2 separate regions of the Sus scrofa genome follow, and region 1 is linked to region 2. Evidence: chromatin contacts called from public Hi-C data. All regions are on one chromosome and are shown on one strand. Each heading gives the region's core, a stretch centred on a gene start, on an enhancer-like site or on the middle of the called end of the contact. The rest is flanking DNA. Distances are from core to core; before and after follow the strand shown. Region 1 overlaps RNF150 (RING finger protein 150). Region 2 overlaps RNF150 (RING finger protein 150).

The links. Hi-C and Micro-C count contacts between places; a contact is called where the count stands out from the background.
Region 1: a Hi-C map of skeletal muscle shows a contact between it and region 2, with 5 times the contacts expected there. The contact joins two enhancer-like sites. A contact is called at or near these places in 2 of 47 Hi-C or Micro-C datasets (embryonic fibroblasts and skeletal muscle) and 1 of 2 datasets of contacts at active chromatin or transcription factors (skeletal muscle).

Annotation. Positions count from the first base shown.
Region 1 is chr8:86,259,803-86,263,923 of Sscrofa11.1, forward strand. All of the region lies in intron 5 of RNF150 (RING finger protein 150), which reads left to right. Among named protein-coding and RNA genes, the nearest start is that of TBC1D9, 140 kb to the right of the region's middle. Within about 2 kb of position 1,374, at least 10 of the 83 cell types and tissues checked have an H3K27ac peak or open chromatin away from gene starts, as enhancers often do. A contact at or near this core is called in skeletal muscle, where this site is marked.
Region 2 is chr8:86,109,475-86,113,330 of Sscrofa11.1, forward strand. The region is part of intron 1 of RNF150 (RING finger protein 150); the gene reads left to right. Among named protein-coding and RNA genes, the nearest start is that of RNF150, 23 kb to the left of the region's middle. Within about 2 kb of position 1,682, at least 8 of the 83 cell types and tissues checked have an H3K27ac peak or open chromatin away from gene starts, as enhancers often do. A contact at or near this core is called in skeletal muscle, where this site is marked.

The DNA.
Region 1 (4,121 bases), core at 124-2,623, 150 kb after region 2:
GATTCCATTTATATGAAAATCAGTCACAAGCAAAGCTAATCTGTGGTGACAGCAGTCGTAACGATGGATTCATGGCAAGAGGTTGGTGCTGCCTGGTCCAGAGTTGGAGAGAGCTCTCTGGGGTGCGAGAAACAATGTGCATATTCATCTGGGTAGTGTGCACATAAATATATGCATCCTTAAGAAATCAGCCAGCTAAGGGTTTATGCATGTTACTGTGTGTTAAACCTTCATTTAAAATAATGAAAGAGGGAGTTCCCATTGTGGCTTAGGAGTAACGAACCTGACTAGTATCCATGAGATTGCAGGTTCGATGCCTGGTCTCTCTCAGTGGGTTGAGGATCTGGTGTTGCCATGAGGTGTGGTGTAGGTCGCAGACACGGCTCAGAAATCCTGTTGCTGTGGCTGTGGTGTAGGCCAGCAACTGTAGTGCCAGTTTGACCCCTAGCCTGGGAATAGCCATATGCTGAGGGAACAGCCCTAAAAAATAAAATAAAAGAAAGTAAGAAAATTTCACAGTACCAAAAAAAAAAAAAAAAAAAAAAAGAAAAAAAAGAAAAAGAAAAAACCCAATGCTGTGGACTTAAAAAAAAAAAAAAGTTAACTTTTTACATTAGTCAAATATACATAAAATGTAAGTTCAGAGTTTGCTGATGGTGCTTTCTAATCATTTTTCTTTGATTTCTTTGGATTTTGGTGGATCAACTGCCAAAAATTAGCTATCTCTTAATATAGAGATTAAAGGAAGGAAAGATGAAAGGCGATGGCAGCATTGGTCAATGATGTATGATGTGTTCTCTTCTGTTGTATTTGCAACAGAGCAAATGCCACCTTAGGAAAGAAGTCTTGAACTGTAATAACCTTGTTAAATATGGCATTCTGACTTCAAATGTCCTGATCCCCAGTTATAGTCATCAACTAGACACTTGGGACAAAAGCCAACCAGCTTTGCTGCCACAGCCCAACAGTATAATTAGACCAGGGTCAAGTTTTAAGCACAGAGATTCCCTCCACCAGAACCCGAAGGAATGAGACAGGTTATAAGAAGATTCTGCAGTTCCCTCGAAACTTGCATTCTCAAAGGATCAGTTTCTTCTAGCCACTAAAAAATCAGAGTTTAGTAGCCAGAGGATCTGAGGCAGCTCCTTCGTTCTTCAAGTGGTGTTGGTTTTTCTTTAATGCTATTTAACCCCAATCCTATGGACTACTGGGTGAAATAAGTGGCTATTTATTATAATACTTTGAAAAGCACTCAACTGTTAACAAAGCTCCTTTATGTGTAATGTCTAATTTTCATCTCCCAACAGCCTCTACTACAGATAGGGCAGGGGCCGTTAACACTCCTTTATTTAACTAAGAGAAAACCTTAACTCGGGGTCACAGGGCCCAAAGCGCAGCTAGGTTTTCTGACTTCTGGGCCAGCACCCTTTCCAAGACACAGCTACCTCTGCTATGGATTTGACACCTCAGCCCCAGTGAGTGCTCTGCCCTTTGCTCATCTCTCTGGGGCTGTGGTTTTGGCTAAAAGTCTGCCTCGGAAACCCCCACCTTACTGTGATCCAACTGTCTAAGAACCCTAAGTAATCCAGGTCAAATCTATCCCAGCTTTAAGAAATTTGCTTTCCCCACAGTGATTCCAGCTTGTTATCGTGGGCCTGCAAACAGACCCGGCTCTTTCACAGAAGGGCAGTGTTTGTGCTAGTGAGGTGAACAATAATTTACTTTATTGCGTTCTTTTTTCCCCTCCTTCCATCAGGTAAAACGGCCAGCATAGCGTATCAGCTTGCCAAAACAAACTGTGTTTATAACAGCAATGATGTAGTTAGTACTGGTTCTGTGTGACAGCTCTTTTTTCCCTTTACTTTTCTTCTTTCTACTTTAAAAAAAAAAAAATGATGTTTACATAACCTAAATAGGGGACATCAGAGACACGCAGTTTCTCAAAATTGCTCCAAACATTTCAGACCAAGCCCAGGAGCGGGGGATCACCTCCCACCGAGAGGTGCTGGGCTGGTTAGGTTGAGTTTATGGTGGGGAAAGGCTGGCGTCTCCTTCACCAGCCCCACAGCACTGCACGGTCACCACTGCAAGGTCTTTCTATACAAGAGATGGAGCAAGAGGAGACGGCTCTGAAGGAAGGAACTTGATGAAAAGTCGATCATCGCAAGGAGTGAGGGAAAGTCTGGCTCGGGTCTATGATTATGTTCCTCGCTTCATACCGCCTTCTGCTCCGCCCATCTAGGCGCTTTCAGAACACTGATTTGGAGCCATTTTTTTTTTCAACTGTATTTCCTGCTCCTGTTTCTGAAATAGTCTAGCTTTCAATCCAGCTGAGTTTCTCATACCAGTGACACTATTATGGTTTCTTTTTCTCATGGAAATTCCTTCTCCTTGGATTTCTTTCCTCCAGTCTCCACACTTGCAGGTCCTTCCCATCCTAGTTTCCCAACCTCCCCACAAAGGAACTGCTCCTCTCCTTGAAGTCTATGGCACTTTTACTTGTATCTGTTTATGATGTGTCCCTTTGCCTGTTGTACTAGCATCACGAAAATAGGTCAATGTCACTATTATCCACTGAGCACTAACTAAGTACTTTATAAACAAGTATTTCATCCTTACAACAACCCCATAAGGTATTTACTAGTCAGGATAGACTACTTTTGCTGCAGCAACAACAACCAAGAAAATTTCCCCACTCTTAGTGGCTTAATACAGTAAGGACACCTTATGTTTTACGATCACGTGTGAATCAGCAAGGAACGTCTGCTCATGACGGCTGACAACGCCATCTCCATCTTGAACATTGTTAATTGACAGGTCAGTAATTAAGTACCTTCGCCTGAAATGAAATCTGTTATTTCTCTTCATAGTTTTTTGGCCAGGATTAGTCACATTGCCATAGCTACCACCAGGACAGCTTGTAATCTTCCCCTATGCCTGAAAGATGGAGAGCCATCATGTTGGATGAACACTGTTAATGAGAAGTTCAATTGGGTACTATTATTATCCTCATTTTATAAATGAAGAAACTAAGGCTCGGAGAGGTTAAGGGGTTATTTCAAAATAGTCAGCCAAGATTAAAAAGGAAATCTGCTTTACCCCCAGCCCGAGCTTTCAGGTTCTACACAGTATGGAGGTGCATGTTCCCATCAGCCTGCCAATTCAGTATTTAAAACACATCACCAGCAGGAGGCATGTCTGATTCATCTTTGGACCCCAGTGCCTAGCACAATATTCTGCAGAAAGTCCTATCACATACCTGTTAGATGTTCATGAATTTGTCATTTTGTTTTCACCTTTCTACTTTTCCTCAGAACTCAGCATTCCTAGTAGTGAGTTCTGGTATCAGTTTTAAAATCTCCCTTTTTTTTTTTTTTTTTTTTGTCTTTGTGGCATTTCTTGGGCCGCTCTCGCAGCATATGGAGGTTCCCAGGCTAGGGGTCTAATTGGAGCTGTAGCCACTGGCCTACACCAGAGCCACAACAACTCGAGATCCGAGCCACATCTGCAACCTGCACCACAGCTCACAGCAACACTGTGACGGGAACTCCTTAAAATCTCTTTAACAACAGGCAGAAATATTCTTTTTTCAAACTTCCTCATGTATAACTAAGATACTCACCTTCCATCCTAGACTATACTAAAGTGCCCACTATGTCAGCAAGGCTCTTTTCTCAGTAACAGGAATGGAGAATAAGCCTATTGATTTGCATAATACAGCACATTTCATGATACCCTGAGTGCGTGGATTGCCAGGTACTGGACCACAGGCAGGGCATTTGTGCCAAAGATAATGCACAGAAAAAGCCAGTGATTTCCATGTCTTTTTCAAAGCTACAGCAGTCAAGATTCTGGTGAGGTTCTCACTGAATTCACCTGATTTCAGGAGCATGGATGGCATGGAATCCTACTTAAGAAAATCAGTGAAAGCACATCCTCTCAGTAGGAATGGAATACCTGAGTAGCAGTGGAATTCCTGAGTAGGAATTTCTCTTCTTTGATATCCATTACACTGTCTAGGCTCAGTCACTATTCTGTAAGTGGCATCACCGGCGCCATTTTGGTCTTTCTAACTGAAATGTGCTCAGACCCATAAATCGATGTTCCCAAAATGTGATTGG
Region 2 (3,856 bases), core at 432-2,931:
ATATAGAATTCGGAAGACTGGAAATTTAACTTCTAAACCATAGCCATACAGGGTTGGGGTTATAAATGAGAACAGTGCATAGACATCATAGTAGTTATTTGGATGTCAAATCATGATGGGGTAAATAAGGCCTGGAGACTGCAATTGGAATATATAGAGGTATAGGGGTAAGGGTGTGGGTGTGTGGGTGGGTGTGTGTGAGAGAGAGAGAGAGAAAGAGAGGGGGAGAAAGGGAGAGAGAGATCCCTATTATTACAACCAAGCAAGACCTTATGGGGTCTTCCCAGGGCAGGCCCTTCTCCCATATCCTCTGCTATAACTCCTCCCTGAAGTACCTAGAAAATAGTATCTGATGCACATTTCCTGAGTCATTTTATAGAGGCTAAACCACCACCCGATAGAAGACATTAACTACTTGATGACCATGAGTGGGTAGCCCCAGACCTACTGGAGCCTAAGAACTGGTCATGTCACCCCCCGTCACACCACCCTGTTACCTCACCATTAACCAGTTACAGCACTCTGCACAAGCCAATCACATACCTTGCAACCCCCTCCCTCATTTGGCTTTTAAAGGCTTTACACTTTTGGGTTCGGGGAGTTCGGGCTTTTCTGGGGCATGAGCCACCGGTCTTCTTGCATGGCCCTACAGTAAACCTTTCTCAGCTCCAGACTCTGTTTCGTGGCTTGTTTGGCCTTGGTGTTCATCAGGCGCAAGAACTTGCACTAACATGATGGTGCTGGAAATGCCCAAGTTTCTGTTTAGGCCCTACTAGAATGATTTCAACTTAGACATCCTTCCCAAACTCACAAAGGTATAAACTTGTACTTATAGAATTTTCAATTTTTTTTTTGTCTTTTTAGGGCCACACCTGTGGCATATGGAGCTTCCCAGGCTAGGGGTCCAATTGGAGCTGTAGCCGCGGGCCTACGCCATAGCCATAGCAACGCTGGATCCTTAACCCACTGAACAAGGCCAGGTATCGAACCTGCGTCCTCATGGATGCTAGTCAGAATCGTTTCCCCCGAGCCACGATGGGAACTCCAGAATTTTCATTATTTGAATGATTATTCTTAATGCTATTGTGAATACTGGCATTTCAGCAACCATTGCTTGCTTGCTTTTTTTTTTTTTTTTTTTCAAATAGAGGTTGACAATCTGGGCTCTCTCGTATCTGCAGCCAATTTGGATTGGGGACATTGAATGGAATCATAAGTCATTGTCTTGTTATTATGCAGAGTATCATTTGTTGAAGGTTTCCAAGAGGGGGAAGCAATGTTTTGCACAAGATTGGATGTACCGCTGGTGATGGATAAAGGGCTCTAGCAGTCAAACCTAGTCATTGGAACCTTGTAGTCTTCTAACTCCACTCCCCCCAACTTTAAGAATGGAAACATTTCATAGCTCTTCTGCTTCCAAGTTGCTACTCATCCCTGACTGCCATTAGCTTTATTGGAGATGATTCAGAACAGAGAGAAGACAAAGGTTTCTTGCCCTGAGAATTTTCCTGGGGGAGGGTGTTGGTGTGAACAGTTGAGAAGATGGCTCCTGTGCTTATGCTTAGAACCCATGTAATAAAGATGAGCAATCCTTTTTTGGATCTGCACTGGTGACCTCTGAGCTGAATTTCAGAAGGCTCTGTTTCTCTTGTGCTCTGAGTGGCAGCTGCCAACATCCTCCTCGGGATTCAGACGTGAGCCAATTAGGCGAGGTGCACATCCAAGAAAACTTGACCTTCATGCCTTTCCTGCTCTGCCCCCAAACCTCATCGCCTCTTGCTTCCCTTTACAATCCCTGATCAGAACACACTGCCTCTGTCAAAAGTATTTCCCTGTTGCAGTGTAACCTTGTTCAGTTACTATGGGTTTATTCAAAATCGAAGTAAAACACTCCTTTTACACCCTGCAGTCTTCCTGCCTTATCCTTTAGTAGAAGTTAAGCCGATGTTCCTAAATCTTTGTGTTTGGAATTTTGTGTAAAGGGAATCATCCTAGTACCTAAGATGGCTAGTACCTAGTACCTAAAAGAACTTGGTACCTAAAACTTCCACACTCAGGTTTCTGAGATGTCCTATAAATAGATCAATTTAATAATATATCCTCTTGTCTTATTAACCTTTTATATAGTTTTTCTAACTATAATTTAAAAAATAGTAAATTTGGGGGTTATCAACACTCTTAAGAATGAAACAGAAGAGGAAACATTACAATTTATTGCACATAATATGGGTAACTGTTGTTTCAGCAAAACCTGTGTTTCGTTACATATCCATGTGCGCCCGTGTGAAAGGTCACCATAGATTTAAAAGCCGAGGTCTTAGATACTACCCGACTGATCCACTGTGGTTTTCCCTCTGCACTATAAAAATGCCCTCAGTGTCAAGCCTTCTGCCCCTGCATGATGTCCCCTGTTCCCGGCGGTTATGGAACAGGCGGATAGTTGCCGCTGCCAAGATGTTTGGTAATAGAAGCTCGCAGAGAAGGGCTTCTAGGTTAAGGAGAGTCTTCCCAACCCAGAGGCTAGAGTTTCCTGAACTAAAGCCAGGAAGCTCTCTAATACGTTCCCTCAATTGTGCAGAGGCGTTTACATTTTATCAGAGGCAGAGGGCTGTGTGTTTACACTACAGAAGGGTCTCTACAGAAGGGTCTCCAGCACTTTTCTCTCTTGTGGACAAGCAAAGGAGATCCAGAAGCACTGGAGCAACATAAGTCCAGTGGGTGGAGCCTGGAAGAAAGGCTCTGTGCCTTCATCTCCAAACCGGAGGGGCAGTGAGATGAAGAGTGTGTGTCGTTGGAATCTTCATTCTGAAAAATCTGAGATGGGAGAAGTGAATGAATCAGTGACAGAGGCTCAGGGGACAAGAAGGAAGAGCTGGTGGACCTGAAACCAGGACACCCCCTCCCTCTGCCCCCACCGGGGCACCTCAGGTGTTTAATGATACCTTGTGGGAAGCAGTATGTAACACCAGAACTCCACTCTAATCATCTGTGGGTTTTAGTTTTACTTTTATTATTCTATTCTTTGTTTAAGACCATCACTTAGTAAACAGTGTGCCATTCATTCCCTGGTCTGAGATACATTTATTCACCCTGGCTTTGTAAAAGTTAAAAGAATCTTCCTCATGAATCATCAGCAGGCTCTCCTATCCTTGCAACCCCTGGGTTGATGTCCAGCTGAGCCAGAGAGACAGGTCAGCTGTAGGGTGGTTTATGTACTGGGTCTATAAACACTAACACTTAGGAACTGGCCAATGATGGGGGTGAACGTGATGTCATCCCACTTCTCTCCTGATAGGAAAACAGCCAGCCTCCAGCTCCTCCCTGGCCTTATCAGGGAAGGTGGATGGTGGCTGTATGGCTGAGTGGCTGTGCTGAAAGGCTGAATGTTTGTGGCCTTTAGGAAAAGAAAGATCAGGGGGTTGTTATCTGATGTACTACGAGTTACTGCTTTTCCTTCTGGTTTCTTACATTGTGTCTTTTGGCCATTCTAGGTTTTTTGAGAAGGGTCAACCAGGCAGTGAAATCCTAACCAACATTTTCTCTCCTTCTTAACAATATTGATACAGTTAACAGTATTAGTAAAAAATGGGTTGAAGAAAAGACTAAAATGTGGTTTTGTTTAGACATCTTCTACAGATACACTTGAAAACGTAACATAAATATATCAGTACCTCTGTGGGCATCCCTAGTGTGCATCTCTCTCAGGTGATTCCCAGGTTATCAGCTGAGGCTGGAAAATGTCAAGAATGGAACAGGTGCAGCAAAACCTGTGTGGACTCTATGTTGTATTGGATCAGTTTTCCAAGGGAATGTCTAAACTCCCCTGATTGCCATTACTTAATAGCAGATATACAGT